2 separate regions of the Gossypium hirsutum genome follow, and region 1 is linked to region 2. Evidence: chromatin contacts called from public Hi-C data. All regions are on one chromosome and are shown on one strand. Each heading gives the region's core, a stretch centred on a gene start, on an enhancer-like site or on the middle of the called end of the contact. The rest is flanking DNA. Distances are from core to core; before and after follow the strand shown. Region 1 holds the start of LOC107926863 (WRKY transcription factor 23). Region 2 holds the start of LOC107926884.

Region 1 (4,592 bases), core at 356-2,855, 280 kb before region 2:
TACAGGACAAACAAAGGGTCAGAAGAATTAGAGAAGGATGAACCAAATTTCCGTGGTGTATATATCTCTGCATATCCAAAACCCACCAAATGAGGCAAAAATGGAGGGGGAAAAAGAGAACCAAATAAGAAAAACTATTTAACTAAGCTCTTCCATTTGATAAAAAAGCAAAACCAAGTTATACAGTGCAGTAATCTCCACTTTGTCGGCAAGAAAATTACATACCAGAATGAACTGATCACCCAAGTCAGTGAGGGAATTTTTTGCATTTACATATATATAGTGATAATGGGTTTTTGTAATTCTACTCTTCTTTCAGCATATGGGATGGTATAACGTCTTGAAGCAGGCCATGGTCTTTAAGCAAAGACGATCCCGGGCTGCAAAATCGCCTCTCGTGGTGAAAATTACCGGCGTTAATGGAGCCATTGTTGTGTCCAAAGTTCAAAGGAGACAAGGTATTGACAAATGGCTGTGGGTGCTGCTGATAGTGATAAGGAGCAGAACCGGCGCCACCACCGAGACTGGAGCGAGGCATGATGGGGCTGGGATGAGTGTGCTGGCCTTCGTAAGTGGTGATCACCATGCTGGGATCAGTGAAAGATCTCTCCACCCTTTTTTTCACGTTACATGAGGTGGTGGTGCAACGATAATAACTCCTGCGGGTTCCAAAAATAAATTAAAACCATGGAGGTCGTCTGAAAAATTACCTAAAATGGGGTTAAAAAAGCTTGAAACTTTGAAGTTAGTACCTAGGAAAGGAGCTGTTTTTTACAGCTTTTTGGCCGTACTTTCTCCATCTGTACCCATCTTCTAAATGATCAACCTCGCTCTTTGTCATGAACGCGAATCTCGGCTCTCTCTGTCTCTTCTGATTTGTCTTCTTGGGTTTCAACCTAGACCCACCACCATCACAAACGCCAAAAACACACACACCTCATCAGTTTTCAAATGGGAAAAAATAGGGTGTTTCACTTTGACTGTTTTAAGAATAAAACCCAAAACACAAGACATAAAAGGACCCAGGCTTGTAGTACTCACTGTTTCTTGGTCTTTTGCTGGTCTTCTTCTTGGTCATCGTCGACTTGAATAGGTTCATCATTGACAGCCTCGCTTGAAGCTGATGAAATCGAGGATGAGTTGGGGGTTGCAGGCTGATAATTAAAACCCTCGTTTTTCGTAGAACAAGGATTCAAAGCCTGGTTTACTACCGCAGATGGAGCTTGTTGTTGTCCCATATCGAACAAAGGAGGGTTCAAGTCTTGAACACCCAACAACTCCATAAACCCTAATGGCATGTTCTCTCCTCCTTCACAGCTCCAATCAAATATACTTTGCAATGGGAAATAATCAGAAAAGGAGGAGTTCCCCAACACCTCCTCCATCTTTAATACACCCTCTTTTCTCTCCATGAAAATCAGTCAAATCAAAAAAAAGAAAGCCCCAAATATTGTATCTTCACCAAAAGGTCTCGCAGGCAGCACAGCCACAAGGGGGAAAGGGAGAAAGAAGAAAGAGTAGCGTAGGGTTTGATGTGATTTATAAGGTAGGTGTGAAAGAGACCTTTAGGTTTTGGACAATAAAGTGGAGATTTTTAGCTAATGGAGTGAGACAGAGAGAAGAGTATGTATAGCAATATGGGAAGAGAATTAAAAAAAGGGATTGACTGGCAATTACAGGTCAACTTTTTGAGCTGAAATTCAACAGTGCCGGTTGTCTCTGCGTGACCTCATCGATTCGGACAGTACATTTGGTCCGACGCTTTGAAACCTGGATTTTGACTGCATTTTAATCCATTTCATGGTGTGAACATCCGAGTTCTTCTCTTTTGAATATAATTATTTTTATTAAAATTTGAGGGGAAAAAAATCACAACAAAAGGAAACCTGAACTAGGTGTGAAAATAAAGGGCATAAATCAAATGCATATATGCTCAAATATTCACTTTTTATTTGTAGAAATTTATTCACTTATTCAGTCGGTGATAATGGTCATCTTTTCTTTTGCAGCCGACCAAAATCTCCATGTAAAAGAAAAGGAGAAGATGAAAGATCGAAATTCTCTTTATTTTGGCTTTAGGATTTGGATTTTAGAGTGCGAAGAAATTATAGTGAAACAAAAGAAGAAAAAATAGGATTAATTTCACTAAAGGTCCCTATACTATTGTTTAGATTTTAAAATAATCCTTATACTTCAAAATGTTCAAATTGAATTCTCAAAATATTACTATATCAACCATGTTCTTTCACCAATTTACCAATCAATTTTAGTATTAAATGTTAGCTCGGAGTATATTAATACATTAATTAAATTGTAAGCACATGTATATTCATAGCATAGACATCTTAAAATTTACATGCTGAAAAATAAATTAGATGGCGTCAAAAAAAAATTAAAGGGCTATTTCTTTCTTCAAAACATGTTAGATCCAATGCAATAGATTTACAAATATTTACAAGTTTAGCTCCAAATTCCAGCTAGCATTTAACATACAAGATATTAACAAGATTAATAGGGAGACTTGATTGATATTATTGCAATACTTTAATAACTCAATTAAAATATTTTAAATTTCGTTAAAATTTGGACTATAATTTGAGGATGTTAGGTATTATTAACCCAAGAAAAAAATTGCACGTGAGATTTAGCATGACATGAGGCACAAAACAAGGGATTCGAATTTGATCCTCCATGGGCACGCTGACATAATTTGCGTGTAATCTCAACTTACCTTTGTATACCTTCAATAATTCGGTTCTTCACTTTTTCTGGATTAGGGATTTAATTTAACTTCTTCTTTTTCACATATAACTTTCTTTTTAATTAGTAAATATTTCATTGTGATATCAATACCTTCAAAAAAAAGGTAAGGATGAGAGTTTTTTTTTTAAAATTATTATATGCATGTTTCATGTTTTCATTATTTATTTTATTTAAAACAAAAAAGTTAATATGATTTGATCTTGATTCAACCATATTGATAATGAAAATTTTGAACATATAATATCAAATATAAATTAGCAGATTGAGACTCTAAAAATTTTGATATTTCAAATTTTATCCACACTGTAAATAAATCAATTGGAATTATTATAACTTTATAAAATTAAAAAGGAAAAACTAGACCAAGTTCGTACATTACTATATATGAGTTGTTTAAAAGAGAAAACCAAAATAGATAATGGAACTGTTTTTGATGCAAAATTATGATCATATATGTCTTTGTTCTTCACTTGATTCCATGTCAACCAGTCCCACCTACTGTCTCCTGATTATTATTGCATGAAATTCTCCCTCTAATGCCCCAATTAACACTTTAATAGACCGCATTAAATACCATTCTCAACTTTAAAATATTTTAGGAGATTGAGCTTTACAGTTGTTATTTTTATAGCAATTAAGAATTTACAACAAACCAACAATTTTGATGTCTTCTCAGACATAGATTGAGCTTGGAGCTTGTGTTTTGAGATATCCCCAAAGGACAAAGATGAAAATAAGGAAGTAAACTAGCTTTAGATGATAAAGAGACAAAGAGTGTGCATGAATGTATAAGAGTCACATATGAGTATTTATACCTAGCATTCAAATTATGGTCAATGGTTGTCTATTTTACCATGTTATTTCATTAGCTTGCTTGGTTTCTTTTGGTGACCAATTTGTTGCTCCTCTAATCTTGATTGCTTAGGCTTCTTCATGGTAATGTACTATCATGTCTTGATTCTTTGACCAACATCTAGATAAAGTAAGGATCTCTTAGAGTGGTTAGATAAATTTTGCATAAAGAAACATAAATTGAATTATTAATTGTTTTTAATATCAAAATATATGAATAAATTGTTTTGGATCTATCTTGTTGGAATGAATTTCGAATTTTCTTTCCTTGATATTATTAATCAATTACATAATATGAAATCGTAAATTCATAATTAAATATATATTTTTTATTAGAACCCAGATTCTTATACTACAATTTTAGACGATGTAAAATCTCTAAACTTCTATCTTAACTACTAAGTCAAAGCCTTATTCACCATGGGGTGTGAAATTAAAACAAAATAGGCCAAGCCACACGATACACGGCCCGGGTGTCGCGATAAAGGCGAGCCTTTCGCCACCTTTCTCACTCCCACATTGCACTTTGCCTAATCAGGCTTTGCTTTTCAAGGGACCCACTTTTGTTATTTTCATTTTATTTGTGTTATCAGAAGCACGCCAAGATCCACGTGGTTTGATCCAACGGGTGAGATTTGCTTACAGTTTGGCCTCATGTTATCACACTACAAGACATTTTATTATATGACAAATCACTTCACTTTTTTCTAAAAAATAAAATCTTCTTTATGATTTGCGATCACTGTTTAACTTATTGAAAACGCATTTAAATGGGGTTTTCTTCTAGAATTTTACTTTTTTTCTTTTACATATATAGAAAGTTAAAGGGAGCATGTTTGTACGGCAATTTTGGAAGAGGTCACGCTTTCAATATCTTCATACTTCTACCCTTAACATCAAATTTCGTATACAAATTTAGTTAACCTTTTTTGTACTAAAAAATAATTAACTCCATCCATAATAAAGTGTAAACAATA
Region 2 (4,584 bases), core at 2,036-4,535:
CTATTTTATCTTATTGTCACCATTGTGTCTTCTTAATGATTAATATGATCACTGTCAACAAATGGTTGTGATAAATTGCTCGTTCTAGAACTAGCAACCCGTGGCCACATTCCATATTTATCAATCCACACAATGCCAATGAGAGGATGTCATTAACTCTTTAATTGAGTTATGAATTCCACTGTTGCTAGTAAAGTTATACTATACACAAGTCATGAATCCAACATACTAGCTATCGGCTCGATCATCTTTAGAGTATAAGCCTCCACTTATATCAAAGGACATGAGTTACATATACATGGTCAGTGACTAACTCAAATTTTTAGGTAAATCACACCATGAATGTCACAAGTGAATTAATTCATAAACGAATTCAGAATTAATTTAGCTTGGGTCCAATCCAATGTGTCATTCTGCCAATGAATACATCTATGTCTATACCTGTGGAGTCAACTACTTCGATATCTAAGACTAGCCCTCTCCTCAATTGGATTTGTAGATGACATAATAATCCTTCTCAAGATTTGAATTAAATGTTCATTTTAATTCTTTTACGGGATTACAGACTCGTTTAGATTATCTATTGGAGTAAGTTGTCTTTCTTGCAATGTAAATGTTCATACAATGCCATTTATCATCAATTTGAACTTAGACAATCAATGAGCTAATATTTGCTTGTCACAATTTCACTATGCATGCAAAACATGAAAGACAGAAATACAGAAGACATAATAGTGAAATGTGAAATGTAAAATTTATTTATCCATCGTTCAAATAAATAGAAAACAATTACATGTTTACTACAACATTGGCACATTTCCCAATAAAGGCTCATGCATTTTCTGAGTGTGATGAGTCAAAGAAAACTAAGGTGCAAGTGCAACAAACTAGTACGCGAAGCTTAAAAGACCTCCACAATTCTTAAAGAGGTAAAACCTCATTACATGATTGAGTTGGGAGAGCTCAATCCCAACATTCATACTCGGGGGGCAATAATGTTATCATTCTAGTGACTCTCGAGGTTACCAAGGACAAGTGAAAACGGATAGAGGTTATCATCAAAGTCAGTGAGGACAACAAATGGGTCATCATAATAAGTTCTAATCCTGCCACAATTTAACAGCAACTCTAAACACAAATTTTGAGCCAAATAAAGGACCAAGGAATTTTTGAAATTACCACCTCTTTTGAGACCCAACATTCATTGGGATATTTCAATATATTTCTATATTAGCTCTGTAAATATTCATATTTTATATTTACGGGCTCGGTTTATAAAAATAGGGTTCCGAAATTGCATTTCCTAGTACCACTGAAAATTAGGTCATTACATTTCGGACCCTTGCAGTATAACTCGCTAACCTCATAGCATACCCATAAAGAAGCTTGACACGTGTCTCCTAATGAGACCAGCAAAATTGTGGACCAACTCCCAGAACTAGTTTGTGAACCTCGACTTGGTGAACTATAAAATAAAGCGTTTCTAATAAGACTATGTAGGGACCACGTAGAGGACTAAAGTAATTGAGTGTCAATCTCCTTAAGACATCTCATCCTAGGATGTTACGCCATCGTCACTGCCAAGGGCACCAAAGTAGATTCCCATGTCAGTGACATTAGGACACATATCCAGATTTGTCCCCCACTATAAAAGAGCCATGCAAACATGTCACATAGACTCACATAAAAACACTCCTTCCTGATCTCCACACTTTCTCTGAAAAACAAAGATCACTTCCCAACCTTCATCCTCCTCTCCTTTATTCTGCATCCACCTTCTTCCCTTGTTCACCTAACTAGTTAACATGTATTATACTATTATAATGTTATTAGTCAATCCATTTCACTTATAATGTTGATGTAGCCTTTTTCTTTAAAACACTTTTCTAAACCCAACATGTAGGCATAAATTTTATTTTGTTGGTAATGGTGCTTTTAAGAAAAAGTTCACCCTAGCATTTTAACTAGAATAAGTAATTATGTTAACTATTTGTATTAAAAAATGATATTGCAAAAGTAGAGAGATCAAACTATTTTAAATTAAGGTATATGGACTCAAGGACAATGCCATAAAACTGAATTGGGACCCATAAATGAATTATTGATTTTTTATGTCAAAGTATGATTTTAACATTATATTAATTTATATTTTTATAAATTTTGAAGGTATTAAATGATAGATTTATTATTTTGAGAGAGAGCCAAACTCTTTACATGCCCTTGAACTAAACCCTAATTTAGAACTAAAATTAGAATTTACTAGTTGCTTGAATCACAAGTGGAATGATAAATTATCTAGGTTTAAATTTCTAGGTCAAATTCTTCTATTAGAACTTGCACTTTACATAAGTTGTGGATTTAACATCTATACTTTAATTTGGTCATTTTCAGTTCTTATACTTTTAGAATTTAAAAATTTTATTCATGAGCAATGGTAACTATTTAATTCATTAAGTTAAATTATGTTATTTTCAAAATTTGATGCGTTAAATATATTATCGCATGTATAATGTTATGTTAGCTTGTTATTTTCATATATTACTCATGAAAATTTAGTTAATAGATTTAACGATTGTCGTTTGCATTAGGACTAAAATTTTAAAATTAAAAAAATATAGCAACTAAGAATGATACATTTCGAGAACATAAATTAAATCTATAACTGTACGCATAATAAATGACTAACAGTATAATTTAACCAAATAGATTTAGCTGCTACTATTTGGTCAATACTAATTTTAAAATTCGAAAAGTATAAAGATAAAAATTGATCATATTAAAATACATAAACTAAATCCATAACTTACACAAATACAATTCTAATAGCAAAATTTAACCAAATTTCAATCTCTTATATATGTATATATATACAAATGTAAATATTTATTAATTTATATATAAACTAGAAATTGACCTAACATAAAGCATTAAATTGGCCAAAACAGTTATGGTTCAACCATTTGTTTGACTTCATTTTTGATCAAGCAAGGTGCAGTAGAACCTACACCGGAGGCCCCACATGTCTATGGCATTTACCACCGTTGGATTAATCCATCAGATGATGACTGATGTTGATGAAAATGGCCTAAAAGCCAACGACCCTAGTTTTCATGATACTAATAAAGTCCACCACAAAATCATTCACAATATTTGTAGCAGTTTAACTAACAAATCCTACAACTTGAAGACCCCTCTCCAAGTTCCTACATAAAATGCTTTCATAATTAAACTCCTTTCAATTCATATGACTGAAAATCCCTTTTCTTTCATATAACTATCCTATCATGGGTAACTATATTAGCACTGCCACATGCTTTCCATCTGATTCTACAGGGAAAGTAATTCTCTGGGACGGCACGGTTCAGGAGTTCGGCGGGATCGTGGAAGCTGCAGAGCTGATGGTGGAGCATCCGCAGCAAGTGGTCGTGGAGTTCAACGCTGGAGTTCATCAAAAGAGGCTAATCCCATTGCCGGCGGACCATAAACTCGACGTAAAAAAGCTTTACATAATGCTACCTATGAAACGTGGGCAGCCGATCGCGTTGTCGTCGGAGGAAGCTTGTCGTGTACTGTCGAGCGCGAATTCGGTGTCGAGATCAAAGTCGATCTTATCGTCGTCCCCGAAGTGTGTTCCTTTGTTTGCGAGGATTTGCACTGCGGATTATCGTGTACTCGAAGGGATGGGACAAAAGTTGCAGTTGCAGAAGAAGGAAAGTGCCGGCGGTGAGAGGCCGGAGGAGAGTGGATATTTGACGGAGTTGTTTCCAGAGAGTTGGGAAAATCCGCCGGTGTATTTGAATAGGCAATTTTCAGGCAAGGGATGGAAACCCAGCTTGGATACTATAAAGGAGAAGAAGGTTGAGAGAGAGTTTAAAATCCCACATTGGTTGTTTTAGGTTTTTTGGAGTCATTTTTATGGGATTCATGCTGATTAAGCCTACTAATATTTATCTTGAAAAGTCAAACCCAAGTCACCTCTTTAGGAATACATAATGCCTTAGCGGTTGTTTTAGTTTTAAAAACCTAATTAATATTATAGGTTAATGCTGTAGTTTATATTCATCTAATCACATTATCAATAAACCAATGTGTAATTTAAAATAAATAAAATTATTATATTTTTAATAAAAATGCATATCTTTTAATGCATCAAATATTAATTTAATTTGTGAAGAATGCAAATGCATGGTAATAGTGGGAAGAATTTATAATGTTAATTGGTTAGGGGTTTTTTACTTCTTTGTGCAAATTATGTTCAAATTATTACAGGGGAAGCTTTTGCGTTTGGCCAATAAATTACAATGGGCACAAAAGATGACTTTATTTTATTTTAATTTAGTTGATTTTACTTTATAGTAATAATATTATTATTATTATTATTATTTAAATTAAATTTGATAAATAAGTGGTTAGGTGTATTGGTAAAACATATTTTATTTTCAAGATAAAAATTTAGGTTCAAACTTTAGAGGTAATTTTACTGAAAAAAGTAATCATGAATCTCTCAAACGGACATGAAATATATGTTTAGGTTAAAAATATTAGAATATAAATATATTTAAAATATTGAACTTCAGTCTATTT

What was found. A called contact is a pair of places that touch in the nucleus more often than the background predicts.
Region 1: a contact with region 2 is called in a Hi-C map of leaf, with 2.1 times the contacts expected there. The contact joins the promoter of LOC107926863 here to the promoter of LOC107926884 in region 2. A contact is called at or near these places in 2 of 34 Hi-C or Micro-C datasets (both in leaf).

The regions. Positions count from the first base shown.
Region 1 is chrA08:95,099,719-95,104,310 of Gossypium_hirsutum_v2.1, reverse strand. It overlaps LOC107926863 (WRKY transcription factor 23), which reads right to left and starts at 1,605. Exons shown (of 3, transcript XM_016857802.2): 1 at 1,042-1,605; 2 at 753-896; 3 at 138-659. The coding sequence starts at 1,412. The coding sequence ends at 305.
Region 2 is chrA08:94,818,226-94,822,809 of Gossypium_hirsutum_v2.1, reverse strand. LOC107926884 reads left to right here and starts at 3,285. Exons shown (of 1, transcript XM_016857821.2): 1 at 3,285-3,896. The coding sequence starts at 3,285. The coding sequence ends at 3,896.